2 separate regions of the Rattus norvegicus genome follow, and region 2 is linked to region 1. A link is a contact called in public Hi-C data. All regions are on one chromosome and are shown on one strand. The core of a region is the stretch at or near the end of the contact, and the rest is flanking DNA. Distances in the headings are between cores, read along the strand shown. Region 1 has its middle 66 kb from the start of Kcnj15. Region 2 holds the start of Erg (ETS transcription factor ERG).

Region 1 (7,274 bases), core at 2,617-5,116:
GGGCAGGTCTTAGGAGCCCTGGGGGTTTGCTTGGCAGAAGTCTGTAGATGTGGATTCTAAAGTCCTGAACTGATGGGGCCTGGAACTGAGACAGGCCCTGCAGAGCAACAGGTCCCCATTGCTACCATGCTCCATCCGATGCTCAGGAGCTGTCTGAAAGCACACAGCCTTTAAACCCCAGGGCCAGCTGCTCCCTGCTGTTACATGGGAGAGCCTGTGGCCCAGGATTTCCCATCTTCCATGATACCATGCCCAACTTGTGGGGATGATATTGTAAAGTGGTTTTTAACAAACTCTGTTGTTAGTTTTTTTAATGTTGTAATGATTCCATCTGAGCCAGTGAGCTATTCCCCACTGACCTATAGCCAGGCTTCTTTGTAAACACCCACATAGCACATATGTGAATCTTACGGTGTTCCATGAGATACAAGTAGCCTTTAAATTACTCTACAAAGACATGCCAAAGCTACCAAAAGCAAGTTGGTTAGTGGCTGGGCTGCCGTGGCAGGTACATGAAGCTCTACCGCCACCTAGTGGTCACACAAGATTCATCCCATTCCAGGGCTTTTCACTTGCAGGGTCTCCCCCTCCGGGGACTGGATCCCTCTAGGTCATACACAAAGGCCATCTTTACAAACCTTGGCAATATGTCACAGAGGGTATTCCAGTAAAATGTGCTTAACAACAGAACAGACCATTAATATCTTTTATACTTGTATTTCATCTTTAAAAGGAGAGAGAGGGGGTACCACACCAACACTGGTTCTTCTGTAGGGGGCCTAAAGCAAGACAATCGAAAGGAAGGAACATGTGTGACCTCCAATCCCCTCCACAAAGCAGCAAGTGAAACCAGGTTTCAAAGAAATTGCAGGGTTTACTGCTCAGACAGAGAGACAGACAGACAGACACACACACACACACACTCACACGCACACACACCACACCTAACACACACATCACATACACACAGACACACCACACACACACACACACACACTCACACATACCATACACACAGAGACACAGATACAGACACACATACAACATATACACAGACACATACATCAGACATACCAGACATATACACAAACACACATGTATATACCATACACACAGATGCATACACACATACACACACCACTCAACAGGGATATCCATCTAGGCAAATGTGTACCTGTGGGTTCTAATCCAGCCCCTGAGGGCCAGTCCTCCCTAGGTGCCCATTTCTCTGCATCTAGCACTTTCCAGACTTGGACGGAGCCTTTCGCACCACTGCTTGGCTAATGCTGTCTTTTCAAGGCCCTCTCCTCAGAGCCCCAGTAAGACTGGTGTCCCAGGCTCCGGAGGAAACAATGGATGGGGCTCCTTCCGCTGCAGCTGCAGAGAGGTTTACATTCCAGCCCTTACAGCCTGGCCTTATCAGGGTGGAAGGAAGGCCCTGGCCCTTCTGTCACACACCCAGCAGCTCTCCTGTGGGGGCAGGGCTTCTGAAGGCCTTCCAGGCAGGGACAACATGAGCCAAGATGACAGCTTAGACTCAGCTCACTGCCCCTCTCCAGGGGAGGGAGACAGATCTACTGTTTCCCTAGGACTCCATGGAGACCAGTTTACCCTAGAGAGGTGGGGATTCATCCCCAGAGCCGGGGGTTGGTGGGGGTGGGGGTTGGATCAGGAAACAGGGAAAGAGAAAAGTAGCATCAAATATTTTTTTTTTTGGATTTCTTATTGGATATTTTATGTATTTACATTTCACGTTATCCCCTTTCTTGGTTTCCCCCTCTCCTATCCTCCCTTCCCCTGATACTATGAGGATGCTCTCTCTTGCACCCACCCACTCCCAGCTCACTGACCTGACATTCCCTTCCACTGGGGCATCGAGACTTCACAGGACCAAGGGCCTCTCCTCCTATTGATGCCAGACAATGCCATCCTCTGCTGCATATGTGGCTGGAGCCAAAGCTGTCTCCATGCATATTCTTTTGTTGGTGGTTTAGTCCCTGGCAGCTCTGGAAGGGTCTGGTTGGTTAATACTGTTATTCTTCCTATGGGGTTGCAAACTCTTTCAGATCCTTCAGTCCTTTCTCTGACTCCTCCATTGTGGTACCCGTGCTCAGTCCGATGGTTGGCCATGAGCAGCATCCTCATCTGTATCAGTAAGGCTCAGCAGCAGGTGTGACTGAGGTCAGACAGGAAGTCAGACCCTGCTGGCAGAGCTGGGTGTCGGTCATGCCTTAGAGCTGTGGGAGCTTGGGTAGGCCGCTGAGCCTCTCTTAACCTGAGGCTTCACCCATACCTGCACAGTGAAGACAGCTCACTCAAGTACCACAGGCCTCATGTTGCCCAGTCTATGTCAGCCTTGGGAAAGTGTGTACTAATTGTTCTTTGAAGCCAGCAAGGGAGAGTCCACATCGCCCTACAGTTAAAGGTACTGAGAGAGGTCCTTTGTCCACACATCTCGCTAAAGCCCCTCAAAGCAGGCAGTGGCCCCTCACCTTGGCTCTCTCTCCAGTCCTGCAAAACTTCTTCAAAACATGGTTTTCGATTAACGAGTCCTCGCTGCACCTCCTCGCACACCAAGCTCGGGACCTTGGCATCCGTTAAGGGCACAGGGAAAAGCTTTACAAAGGACAGACTCTTGTACCCTGCCTTGGGCAAGTGACAGGGCACAGGCTGGTGAAATCCCCGGTGACTTTCCAACACTGCACATCAAAACCGCTGTTCCAGATTCTTTTAAATGGTTCCTTTGATCTAAATCCACCAGCCGTTGTTTCTGTCTTCTACGAATTCTCCTTCCACTGATTATGGTTACTCCTCCCTGTATCATCTGTATAATTAGATCTGGCCAAAACACTTGGATGAGCCATGTAAATAGATAGAATTCTCACATTGCAATATGCTGCAGCTCTAAGAAGGATCTAGAACTTTCTATACGTGGATAACGTATCAAGGGAGGAAACTATCAGATTCCCCGGGCAGAGAAGGTTCTAGATTTCCTAGAGTCTTCTGGAATTCTGCTTGAGCCTCTGAGACACCATGATGTTAGCCAGTGATTGCCAAGTATGGGTTGCGTTTTCCCTGCAGATATCTGGGAATGTCTGCAGACATTTTTGGTTGACATTCGGGAGTCCTCACTGGCAGAAGGTCAGGGGGGAATGAAGGACGCAGCTGGACATCCTAAAGATGGGTAGACCAGGCCTTCCCCACCCCAGTGAAAGTCTGATTTCCAGCTCAGCATGTTAACCAAGCAAGGCAGAAAAAAAAACACTTAAACTGAGAGTTCAGGTAAAAATCTTGACTTTGCAAAGTTAAGTCCCCACAAGACGGAAGTCCCCTGAGAGGAGACAGAGCTGAGGGATGGGGAGAGACTGAAGCCAGACATGGAGAGCAGGAAGCGTCGATGCCTACCATCCAGCCCTGGATTTCCACGGCCTGCGCAGGGAACAGTGTCGTGGTTCATCGGATGTTCACTGCGTGCCAGGAGTCTCCTGCTCAATTTAGTCACGATAACCATAAGAGTGTGGATGAATGCAAACACAGGCAATGAAGGAGACGGATCTGGCCGTGTGCAACCCTCCGGCTCAGGAGGTTAATGAGGTGAGGTCAGGGAAGGCCTCCGGGGGCCTCCGGGTTGTACATGGCTGACCTGCAGGAAGGGCGCCCAGGCATCCAAGATGGCTGGCTGGGTAAAGGCCCTAAGATGCCACAGGCCTTGGGTGTGAGGAGTGGAGAGAGGGATTGGGGAAAGAAGGATTGGGGAGGTGGGGAGCACAGGGTGGATATGGGGAGCACTGCATAGATACAGGGAACACGGGGACCACATCCTGCAGAGCCTTTGCAGTGAGTGAGTTTATTCTCAGTGTGATAGGAAGTTTCCGGAATCAAAAGTCCCTGGCAGCTTCCTGGTAGGAGGGGACAGCAGAACAGCCTCCGTGTGAACCTGTGTGACAGTCCCCATGGACGAAAAAAAGAAGGGCCTGGGATTGGGCTCTTGACAGGGTCCAACTGCCATCCCAGTCAGAGTCCATGTAGTACGGCCACCAAGTCCCAGGCTCCGACCACCCAATCCCTCCTAGGTTTACTCTCCAGGTGCCAGGGCAAGAGAGTGCTTTTGATCTCCAATGATACAGCACACGGGACATGTGTTCAAGTGGCACTTTATCTCCAAGCACAGAGCACAGGGCACGGGCACAGGGCACAGGGCACAGGGCACAGGCTTCCACCTGTTACTAAGGACTCCACTCACTTACTCAAATGTTTGGTGGTCGTGGCTCTGCTTACCAGAAGCCCCCTGGTCTTGGGAAGCCCCTGGTCTGTTTTGTGTGCTCAGTGAGGCATGCATAGAGACACACGGCTAGGCTCGAGGAGTGTACTGCACAGACAAGGTAAACACCAGGACTGTGTCTGAGTATCCGACAGGCCTGCATCCCTTCCCAACAAAAGTTCTCAGCCTCAGATGTCCGCCACAGAGGCTGGGAAATGCTGTGTGCGTTTAGTTTCAGCAATGACCCTGCTGTTACATCAAATGAGCCCACAACTGACACCCACAGGGAGGAAACGGGGGCGGGAGGTGAGGAAAGAGCGTGAAGACATCCGTGGAGGCCCAGGCGCCTGTCTGCAGCCCGCGTGTCCTGGGGTTGCAGAGCGACCCAGGCTCCCAGCAGCAAGTGTGCAACTGGTACAGAGCTGGGCCCTCCATGATCCTGCTCTCTTTTTTTTCTTTTCTTTTTTTCAGAGCTGGGGACCGAACCCAGGGCCTTGCGCTTGCTAGGCAAGCGCTCTACCACTGAGCTAAACCCCCAACCCCTCAAATGACGGTTTATTAAGGTGAAGAGGAAATCACCATGTTAGGATGAGGTGTTTAATTTAATCAGGTGTGTTAATCAGGTGAGCCAAAAGGGGCTTCTGACTGCTGCACTTCAATACTTTGACTTGGTAGTGGCCTTACAAGGATGCATGTGTGTCAAGTGTTGGTGTCCACAGTGAGCACTGACACAAGTCCTAAGTCTTCTGATCAGCACCACAGTTTTATGGGGAGACCTCATTGCCACTCACGCTTTGTCCTTTTTTTTTTTTTTTTTTCTTTTTTTCGGAGCTGGGGACCGAACCCAGGGCCTTGCGCTTGCTAGGCAAGCATTCTACCGCTGAGCTAAATCCCCAACCCCCCTGCTCTCTTTTTATACTTACCAAACAAAATGCAATGTTTTAAACTGTTTATATACATGTGTGTTACACACTTTACTCACCTGTCAGTCCCTATACTTTGATCACATGTGTGTCAGTGCACCTTGCTCACCTGTGTGTCACTATACTTTGCTCACATATGTCAGTGCATTTTGCTCACGTGTGTCACTGTACTTTGATCACATGTGTGTGTCACTGCACTTTGATCACATGTGTGTGTCACTGTACTTTGTTCACATGTGTCACTATACTTTGCTCAAATGTGTGTGTGTCACAGCATTTTGCTCACATGTATGTCATTGCACTTTCCTCACATGTGTGTCACTGTACTTTGCTCACATGTGTGTGTCACTGCACTCTGCTCACATGTGTGTGTCACTGCACTTTGCTCACATGTGTGTCAGTGTACTTTGCTCACATGTGTGTGTCACTGCACTTTGATCACATGTGTGTGTCACTGCACTTTGCTCACATGTGTGTATCACTGCACTTTGCTCACATGTGTGTGTCACTGCACTTTGATCACATGTGTGTCATTGCATGTTGCTCAACCCATCCTACACTTCTCCCTCATGTTCCTCCCTCCTCAGTGATTCCTTTCTCCCTTCAAACACTGCATCTTCTGCTTTCTTATTAGGCTTGTTTAATACAGATTTAAATGTGGATTCTGCATATGAGAGAAAATGGCACTATCTGTTTCTCCTTCTCTCTGACCCTCTCATGCCCTCTCCGGACCCTTAAGTTCCATCTCTTAACGTTAAAAAAAAAAAGTCACAGGGGCTCACAAGAGAGAAGCCAGATTCTTAGCCCCTCACCAATCATGACAGGCAATGACCAGCAATGACCAGCAGAGGGCACATGGCAGAGGAAGCCAAAACCCCTTAGGAACACAGAAACACACGGCTGGGAGTGAGCTCCAGGCCCACTCCTAAGAGCAAGTGCGGCCTCCCATGCAGAAGTCCACCAGAGTGCTGCGCCTCCCACCGTGCACTGACCAATGCTCCTCAGGGCTTGTTTCTCTGCAGAGATGTTGACTAATCCCTTTTGCATAGCACATTTAAAACATAGGAAGACAACTCATGTGACTCCTCCCCAAGGAAGCAGATTATATTTCTCTGCTGCTTTCTTATCTCCCCTCCCTTCCCTCTTTCTTTACCCTCTTTCTCTTCCTCCTCTTCTTCCTCCCCTAAGCCTTTGTCCCTGGTGGAGATCAAACACAGGACCTTTTACACACCAAAACCTCAGTCCCTTCTTGACGCCAGCCTCCTGATTCTCATCTTCACATTAAGAGTGAGTATTCTTTCTTTCTTTTTCAAATGCCATCGAATGTCCCCTAAGGAATGCATTGATACAGTGGGTGTGCCCAGCCGTTCTAAGGTCCTGCCTTGACTTCCCTACAATAAAGAACCTGGAATTGTGAGCTGAATAAACTCTTCCATCAAAGTTGCTTTCGGTAGGGTATGCTATCTCAGGGACAGAAATACAGCTGAGAAATGGGGCCACTGCTGTGATAAGCCTGACTGTGGCTTTTACACTTGTGAGCTAATTTGTGACGTGACTGTGGACGGATTTGGTACATGGGGCTAGAAGAGTCACTGAATGCTGGAAGCAGAACTTAATTAGCTGTTCCAGTGTGAGCTTGGGAAACAGGGAGGCTGAGAGCGCACATGAGGGATTGTCCAGATTAGACTGGACTAGTTTTAGGCATACCTATGGAGGACTGCCTTAAGTTAATTGAGGTAGGAATACCCAGTCCACTATGAGGGGCACCATTCCCTAGGTTTGAGCACTGAATTTCCTAAGAGTAGATAAGGCTGAGATTGTGAGACTTCAGAGGGGACAAGGAATAAAGATCTTGACTTTATCATGAGCTGGGTTAGGGGCCATTAGTGTGACATTTTGGCCAAGAATATGCCTGCATTCTGCTGGTGTCCTAAGAGCTTCTGTGGGATTAAGTTTGAGGGTGATAGATGATCTTGTGTGAGGAAATTTCAGGACGTGAGGACATTCATGCTGAGAGAGCAGCAGTGCTTCTTGTTAAAGACACCAGTGCTCTGAAGTGAAAACACAATACAGTCCTGGGACAATGGGAA
Region 2 (7,274 bases), core at 3,547-6,046, 110 kb after region 1:
AATGGTGACATCTATTTTATATGGAACACAGAAGGCATAAAATTGTGCTTATTAAAAATGTAGAATGACATGTGGTGACGTGTGTATAAATCAGTATCGACAACAGAAAGCAGAACAGTTAGCTGTGAAGAAGAACTAAGAAGCACATACAACCAGAAAGACCACACCACGGGTCAGCAGCCTCTGTGGTCTGCTGGGATGTGGAGAATCTCAATTGATTTTCTAACATGTCTGTGTTTTCCTTATAGTGAAAATGTCTTCCATTCTATGTCTGTAAATTGTACAAAGCAAAATTATGTTTTTCCCTTTGAAGGTCATGGAGAAAACTAGACAGTGAAGGATCCCAGGACCCTTCTTAAGCTACCAAGGAGTGACACATCATTCAAGCCTCTTGGTATCACTAATTGGAGTCCTGGTCTCTGAACAGAGGAAGCCGCACCCTGACCATGTCATCCGAGCAAGCATAGCGCTCTACCCTACCTGCTGCAACTGGACACTAACCGCCAGCTCCCACCTCCCCCAGCCCAGTACATTCTGCCACAGACTTGGCTAAGCTGTCACTTCTGGAAGTGACCCTGCTGTTCGCTCTGTCTGTGAAAACATCCAGGCAGAGTCTGTGGCTGCGAGCTTTCCTCCTGAAGCTAGGTTGTGAGAAATACGTAGAGGACAAAGAGTGCCCCCAGGAAGCATGGCAGTTCATCATGGAGGGAGACAAAGACCTGAGTCCCAAGCCCGGTATCTGCCACTTGCTGTGTGACCGCTACAGGCTCCGCAGATGGCTTATGCCAGCATGAGGCAGGGTCACCACCCGAATGGTGAAAAATACAGAGTCACACAGAGCCACCAAACAGCTGAGCACTTAAATGCAAGGTATGTGTAGCCACATAGCATAAGGGATGGCCTCTGGGGTGATCTGATGGTGTTTCCCACAGAGCAGGAAGCAGTGCCGTTTCATCCTACCATAGCTGATGTCCCTGTAGCAACTAGACCAGACTGGCCAGCACAGTATTATACCGCACACTGCCAAGACCATCTTTGTGGATTTCTGTTGCTAAGATTACACATTTCAGAGACCCCTGTGGCTCTCCAGAGAGTCTCATAGACACAAGTAGATACATCAGGAAAGTCACATAAGTAACATTGTCCTCAAGACAGTTGTTTGTCAAATTTTTTATTTTCTATGTATCCTTTTCTAAGAAACACTGGCGAGTATGAATGTGCTTGAGAATATGTTTTTAAAGATCAAGGTTTGTTTTTCAGAAGGAAAAAAATAATGAATTTAAAGGAGATACAGATAAAGAAAACATCATTTTGTTCTAGAACATTTTCAGCGTGTGGGAGTTCTGCTGTGCATTAAACAACACCCAGAGATTCATCCATTTTCAATTCTGCTTGCAGGGGCCACGAGTCAAGGTGCCTGGTGGACATAGGTGCTTGCACACACGCAGATGCACATGTGTGTGTGTGTGTGTGTGTGTGTGTGTGTGAGAGAGAGAGAGAGAGAGAGAGAGAGAGAGAGAGAGAGAGCGCTGTGAGAAGCTGTCTTTTAATGTACTTGGGCTAGACTAGAGCAGAAGGAGTGGGGGTGGGGCTGCTGCTCTGGGATGCAACAGTTACCAAGCACAACAACTTCTGCACCTGGAGTTTCTTCCAGGGTCACAGAATCCCCCCAAAGCAGCAAGAAGGAGGCCATGCTTACTCTCCTGGTGCCAGTAGAAAGATGAGGAAAACAGCTACAGCAAACACAGCCATGGTTAAGCTCTGTAACCACGTCCATTAAAAACCCATGCAGAGATTACCTTCCCTCATCATCCTCAGTTCAGAGGACTGTGGGTCTCCTTAGGAACTTTCCAACCGTCCAGAGCCTACTCGCCTAGAGCCTCCTTAGGAAATTTCCACATCCGGTCTGATTCCTAAATTGCTTCCACCCCAAGCTGCTGTTTAAACACACTACTCCCTCCATGTACTTCCATGTACACACACACACACACACACACACACACACAAACCTACAGACACATATGCACACCAATTTATACACACATGTGCAAACACATAAACCTACAAATACACACACACATACGCACACACGCACTTGCATGCACATGCACGCACACAAGATTCAACTTTAGAATTAAGGCTTCCAACCTAGGCTTCACAGCCTCCTTAAACTGTTCAGGATAAGACTGCTTCTGTTGTAACCCTATTCAATTTTCCTCCCAATGTTTTTAAAAGCAGGATGCTAAGATTCCTTGAGCTTAGCTTGCCCAAAAGGCAATCAGCATGACAAACGAGGTCAGGAAAATCTTGGAGGGCTGAATCAAACACCTAACTCAAGTACACAGGGTTCTATGGAGAGCAACAGGCTCCAGGGTTAAGCATATCTCAGCACTGCACTAGGAAGCCCTTACGGCCTTCTTCTAACGGCCCTCGGACAGACATTGGCTCGGCTGCTATCCTGGTTTTATTAGAACCCTCAGTCTCATCCTGAAGTCCATGAATGCGCAGTAATACTATTTCCTAAATTACCCTTACCTCTCCCGAATGAAACACCCTACCTCAAATTGCAAAAGCCAGGCAAGAATACCGGCAAAAGTGCCTCACACGGTTTTAGGCAGAGTGGCTAAAGGAAAAGAATCCGACACCGAGGTGGTGTGCCAGCTTCACCAGCTCAGGGTGCCTGCAAATCAAAGAACTCATTGATTTATTTACTGAAACACCCAAAACTCCAACCGTATTTGCAATCCAAAAATCCCCCTGTGGGGACTGCCTCATAATTTCAGAGGACTGCCCTGTGCTAATTTGAGGCTTGTCCCAGAATAATTAAAATTGCAGCCAACAGACTCAAGGCCTCTTTTCCCATTTCACAAACAAACCCATAAAATCATCTTACTACTTTATCCAGGAAAGCTCACAGAATGCTGATCTTCAAGTAAGTCACCTCTCAAGAGAAACTGCTTTAACAAGGGACATTAAAGAATTCACTGGAAGTCATTTCGATTGCAGGGAGAGGCACACGACACACATGTTACACCGAATTCACCCATAACAGAGTCCCGAAAAGAGCAAGTAATTGTCCCCAAATGTATTCAAAGATAAAAATGCATGCTGACTTTAAAGGTGACTTCTTCATACAAGTGGGTCTTAAACGAAACAGTGTAACGCACTGGTGAGTTTGTCCAAACGCATACCACAGTCTGCAGGGTGCTCTTTTCTTTCCATGCCCTTTAAAGCATTGATTTTGGGAGTGGGGTGAACCCACATAAGCTTCTACTCAAGTACCTAAGATTTACACAGAATATTTTATCTAATTGCTTTAAAATTCGGACAGAATTAAGAGTCTAGAGCGTAACACAAAAAGCAGCATTTGGAATTATAAAAATAAGTTGTTTCTACTCATTTATCCTAAAGTAGAGTCTATCAAACCCAGTGTTAAAATTCCCCTCTGGGTCACCATATTGCAGTTAATCCTTGGAGCCAGAGAAAGTAAACTCTCGGATGGCAGTCTTTGCTGTGAGCCTTACAGGATTACAGGATACAGCCTGAGAACTGAAAATTGGATGGAACTCTGAAGCACAGTTGACACGATACATATAATCAGCTTGTGAAGGTTTTCTGACACCTCGTCTCCGTTATGGGCAAACCCCAATTCTCATGAGTTTTCAAGCACAGCAGAACCCTTACTGGACAGATAGGTCACTTGGCATCTCCCTGCCACAAAACTAAAGACACAACGAATAAACACTCTCTTTGGCTTCCTTTGTCTATGTAGGCTGCTGGTTTTCCTCATTCCAACAAATGTCACCAAAGCCCAGTGGGCTGGAATGTAGTTTAAGAGACCCAGCACCTCCTAGGACAAGTATTTCCACAGGTTTCTGTATCAGCATTGGCTGTTTGCTACAAACAGACAGCCAAAAAGGGCATCACAATTGGCTGCATTTAGTTTTCGACCCGTGACCTGCGTGGCAATGTCTCCTCACTAAACTTTAACAGTAAGCTTTCTTCTAGAAACATTTACAAGAAAAACCCATGGAGCTACACACAGCAGAAAAGAGACCAACAGACTGCCGCTTTACAGCCCCCGCGAGCTACACAACACTGGGAAGAGAGCTTGCAGTGCGCAGAAAGACAGGTGCTTTATTTGTGATAGACACATAAACCGACCCACCCAATTACCACCATTCAGTTTTGAGACGCCTGAGTCCTCTCTGCATGGAGGCCCCCACAATTCAGGTCAACATTTGTCCGTCCTGTTACCCGAGTATCTCCTCACTTCCATGGGGACCTTCTGGCGCGCCTGGTGGTGAGGAGTCCCCGAAGCACATCCAAAGTTCACCATTGACAAGACCATCTCTTTGACCCTGCCCTCCAACCTCTGTGATTATTGCCTTGTATCAAACCCACATCCAGACACCGCTAGGAACAGGTAAAGAAGCTGAAACTTCAGAAGTGCTCCAAAAAGCCTTCACAAAAGTAATCCATGGCGCTCAACAGTGAATTTAGAAACCCCAATTTTTTTCTGAGTTTGAAGTTTTTAAGCCTTGCGGATGGTCGGAGTAGGAAAAAGGAAATTTACTAGGCAGCGCAAAGGAAATCTTGTTGTCCTCTATTGTGGTAGGGGGGGGTGTTGCCCAACCCTAACTTATCTGCCTTGATAAAGGAAGCCCAGAGCAAGAAGAACAAGATTTTGTCAAACATAGAGGAACCCTCTCCTTACCTTAATAGTGCTGGCCATAATGCAATCAAGTTTATTGATCGTTAATAAATGTTAATAATAATTATTGCTTCTCTCTGACCAGAAAGTAGTTTTGATGAGGTTGTTTAGAGCGGATGAGATTGTGCTAAGTCTGGGAAATGAAGTCAGCCAATGGCAGGAAGAGGTTTCTATTGGTCCTGCCTGCCCAGCCCAAAGAAACAGGATATTTGGGAGTGGAGAGATAAGAGACCCTGAAAACAATGTTGTTTTTCTTGATGATATGCAGCCAGGAGAAGTTTTTTAATTTAAAAAAAAAAAGGGGCATCAATTGGCTGAGGCCCGGGCTGTCACAGCAGGTGTGACCTGTGTGACTCTGGGTGACAGGCTGCACCAGACCAAAGCAGGATACAGATGTGATGAGGCTGTGCATGGCTGCACATGGGAGGTGCCTGAGGGTCCGTCCATTACAGCACCCCATCCCCAGGAATGCCACCCAGCTGGGACAGACGACTAACTAGGATCTAGTTCATATGGCTGCGTGGTCATGTCTAAGAAGGCCAATTTACTGGCCAGCTACCAATAATCCTTCATTTACTCAAAGCCCCCACGGAATGTTCAAGAACTACTTCAGGAATTCTCTTTCAAAACACGTGAAATCATTATTCGCTCCCCAGGAAATTGGTTGAAAACACAGATGCTGGGACCAAGGTAAAGAAAAGGAAAAATCGGATCAAAATCTTGTTTTCAAACACTTATCCAAGGGGCTGGGGAGAGATGGCTCAGTCCGTAAAGTGTTTACTATGTGAGCAGGACTCCCAAAGTGCAATCCGCAGAGCCCACAGACAAAAAGCTGGGTACCATGAACATACCTTCAATTATAACCCTGGGGAGTCAGAGACAAGCAGGTCCCTGGACCTCATTAGCTGGTCAGCATATGCCAATCAGCCAGTTCCAGATCAGCATCTGAGGAAGAACATCCAGTAGTGATGGTGGCCTGAGCAAGCATATGTGCCTATATACTGGCATACATATACACACTACATGTGTTCATACATGTTCACGAGTGTGGTCACACATACGTGCATGTGTGTGCGGGGACACATCCACCCACCAAATAATTAGTTTCTAACATTCTAGAACATATATCCCTCTGACAGACACCCATGCTATGGACTGTGGATTCCAACAGAACTCTGAGCTGAGGCCAGGAGAAGTTCCCCTAAGTGCATAAAAGCCAAGCTACAGGTTCAGGGCCATAGCTCTGCTTTCCTTCTGAAAGAAGCTGAATTGACACAGGCCTGAACATTCCTCACAGGACTTCAGGCCTTTAATTACTCATTTTCAGGAAATTACTTGTTCTATGGAAGAAATAACAGTTTACTTTGAATTGAACCACGTGAAACTTGGACATGAAACTTGGTCTCATGGGGACCCAAGGAGCACAATGGACCAGAGCCTGAGTCATGGACAATTCTTGGTTACTGGATACATAGGCAGTGAACTAACTCATTCAGACTTTGAGCCTGTTCTGCTGAGAGTCTACGTACCAGCCCCTTTCTCTCGTTTGCCCCTGGTCTTCCTCCGCCTCTTTTGTGACAATACACAAAAGAGGAGAAAGAGAGAAAAGGTAGGTAGAAGAGTTGGGGTGGATCCTGGTGCCCCCACCCCCACCCCTGCCTAGTATGGTCAAGGGTTGTGGGTTCAAACCCCAGCAGTTCACAAAGAAAGGGAGGGAAGAGGGGAGGAGGATAAAAGGAGCTGGGAGAGGAGGAAGAGGAGTTGGGGACCAGGAGAGGGAAGTTAAATGGCAAGAAGGAAACATGTGTAAGAATGCTAATTCCCAGTAAGTGCTTTAAAGGCTGATGGGTTCTCAGGCCTATGCTTTGAGACAATGTTGATTTCAGGCTCCTTTTATCTCTGAACAATGAACGAGATGTCAGGCTGATTAAAACTATGTTTCCCCTAAATTTTTCAAAGTTCTGAGTTGTTTATCCCCGCAGCTTCCTTCAAGCGCCCAGAAAAAACAAAGTAACAAAAGTCCCAAGCACCACACTGAGTGCTTGGTTTTGTTTTCTTCTCTCCTAAGAGTTGGTGGTCTAAAATGTTCACCACTGCCCTTCAGAAGCAGGATCCACTGTGTGGATTTACCGGGTGTGGACTTTGAAAAGGATAACTTCTTTGCAATCAAATAACCATGGACCCATCTGAATTCTGACTGTGTCCTGTGGCCGGGCAAGCACCCTCCTTAGGGAGGTCTAAATACCCCCATGGTCTGCCTGGGACACCATAGTGCCTGTCTAGTCCAAATCAAATTGTCAGGACAGTTACAAGACAGAGACTGCTTACACACTTCAACTTTCTCCACCATGTGCCCAGCCCTCCAATATTTACACATGATCCTTTATGATTGGATAAAATACTATTTTATTAGAGACTAGATTCTTCGCTTGAGATAATTATAAAAAGAAACAAGACACTATAATTATTTGATCTAATTTCTAAATTTCTATCCCTACCTCTCATCATGCCTAATTTTGATCTTGAACAAAAGTCTGAAATATGATAAGATAGCGTAAAT

What was found. A called contact is a pair of places that touch in the nucleus more often than the background predicts.
Region 2: a contact with region 1 is called in a Hi-C map of liver, with 5 times the contacts expected there. The contact joins the promoter of Erg here to the enhancer-like site in region 1. A contact is called at or near these places in 5 of 12 Hi-C or Micro-C datasets (the A7r5 cell line, Schwann cells, frontal cortex and 2 more).

The regions. Positions count from the first base shown.
Region 1 is chr11:48,132,840-48,140,113 of GRCr8, forward strand. No RefSeq gene overlaps it. Among named protein-coding and RNA genes, the nearest start is that of Kcnj15, 66 kb to the left of the region's middle. Within about 2 kb of position 3,867, at least 2 of the 93 cell types and tissues checked have an H3K27ac peak or open chromatin away from gene starts, as enhancers often do. A contact at or near this core is called in liver, where this site is marked.
Region 2 is chr11:48,246,770-48,254,043 of GRCr8, forward strand. Erg (ETS transcription factor ERG) reads right to left here and starts at 4,797. Exons shown (of 9, transcript NM_133397.2): 1 at 4,718-4,797. The coding sequence starts at 4,735.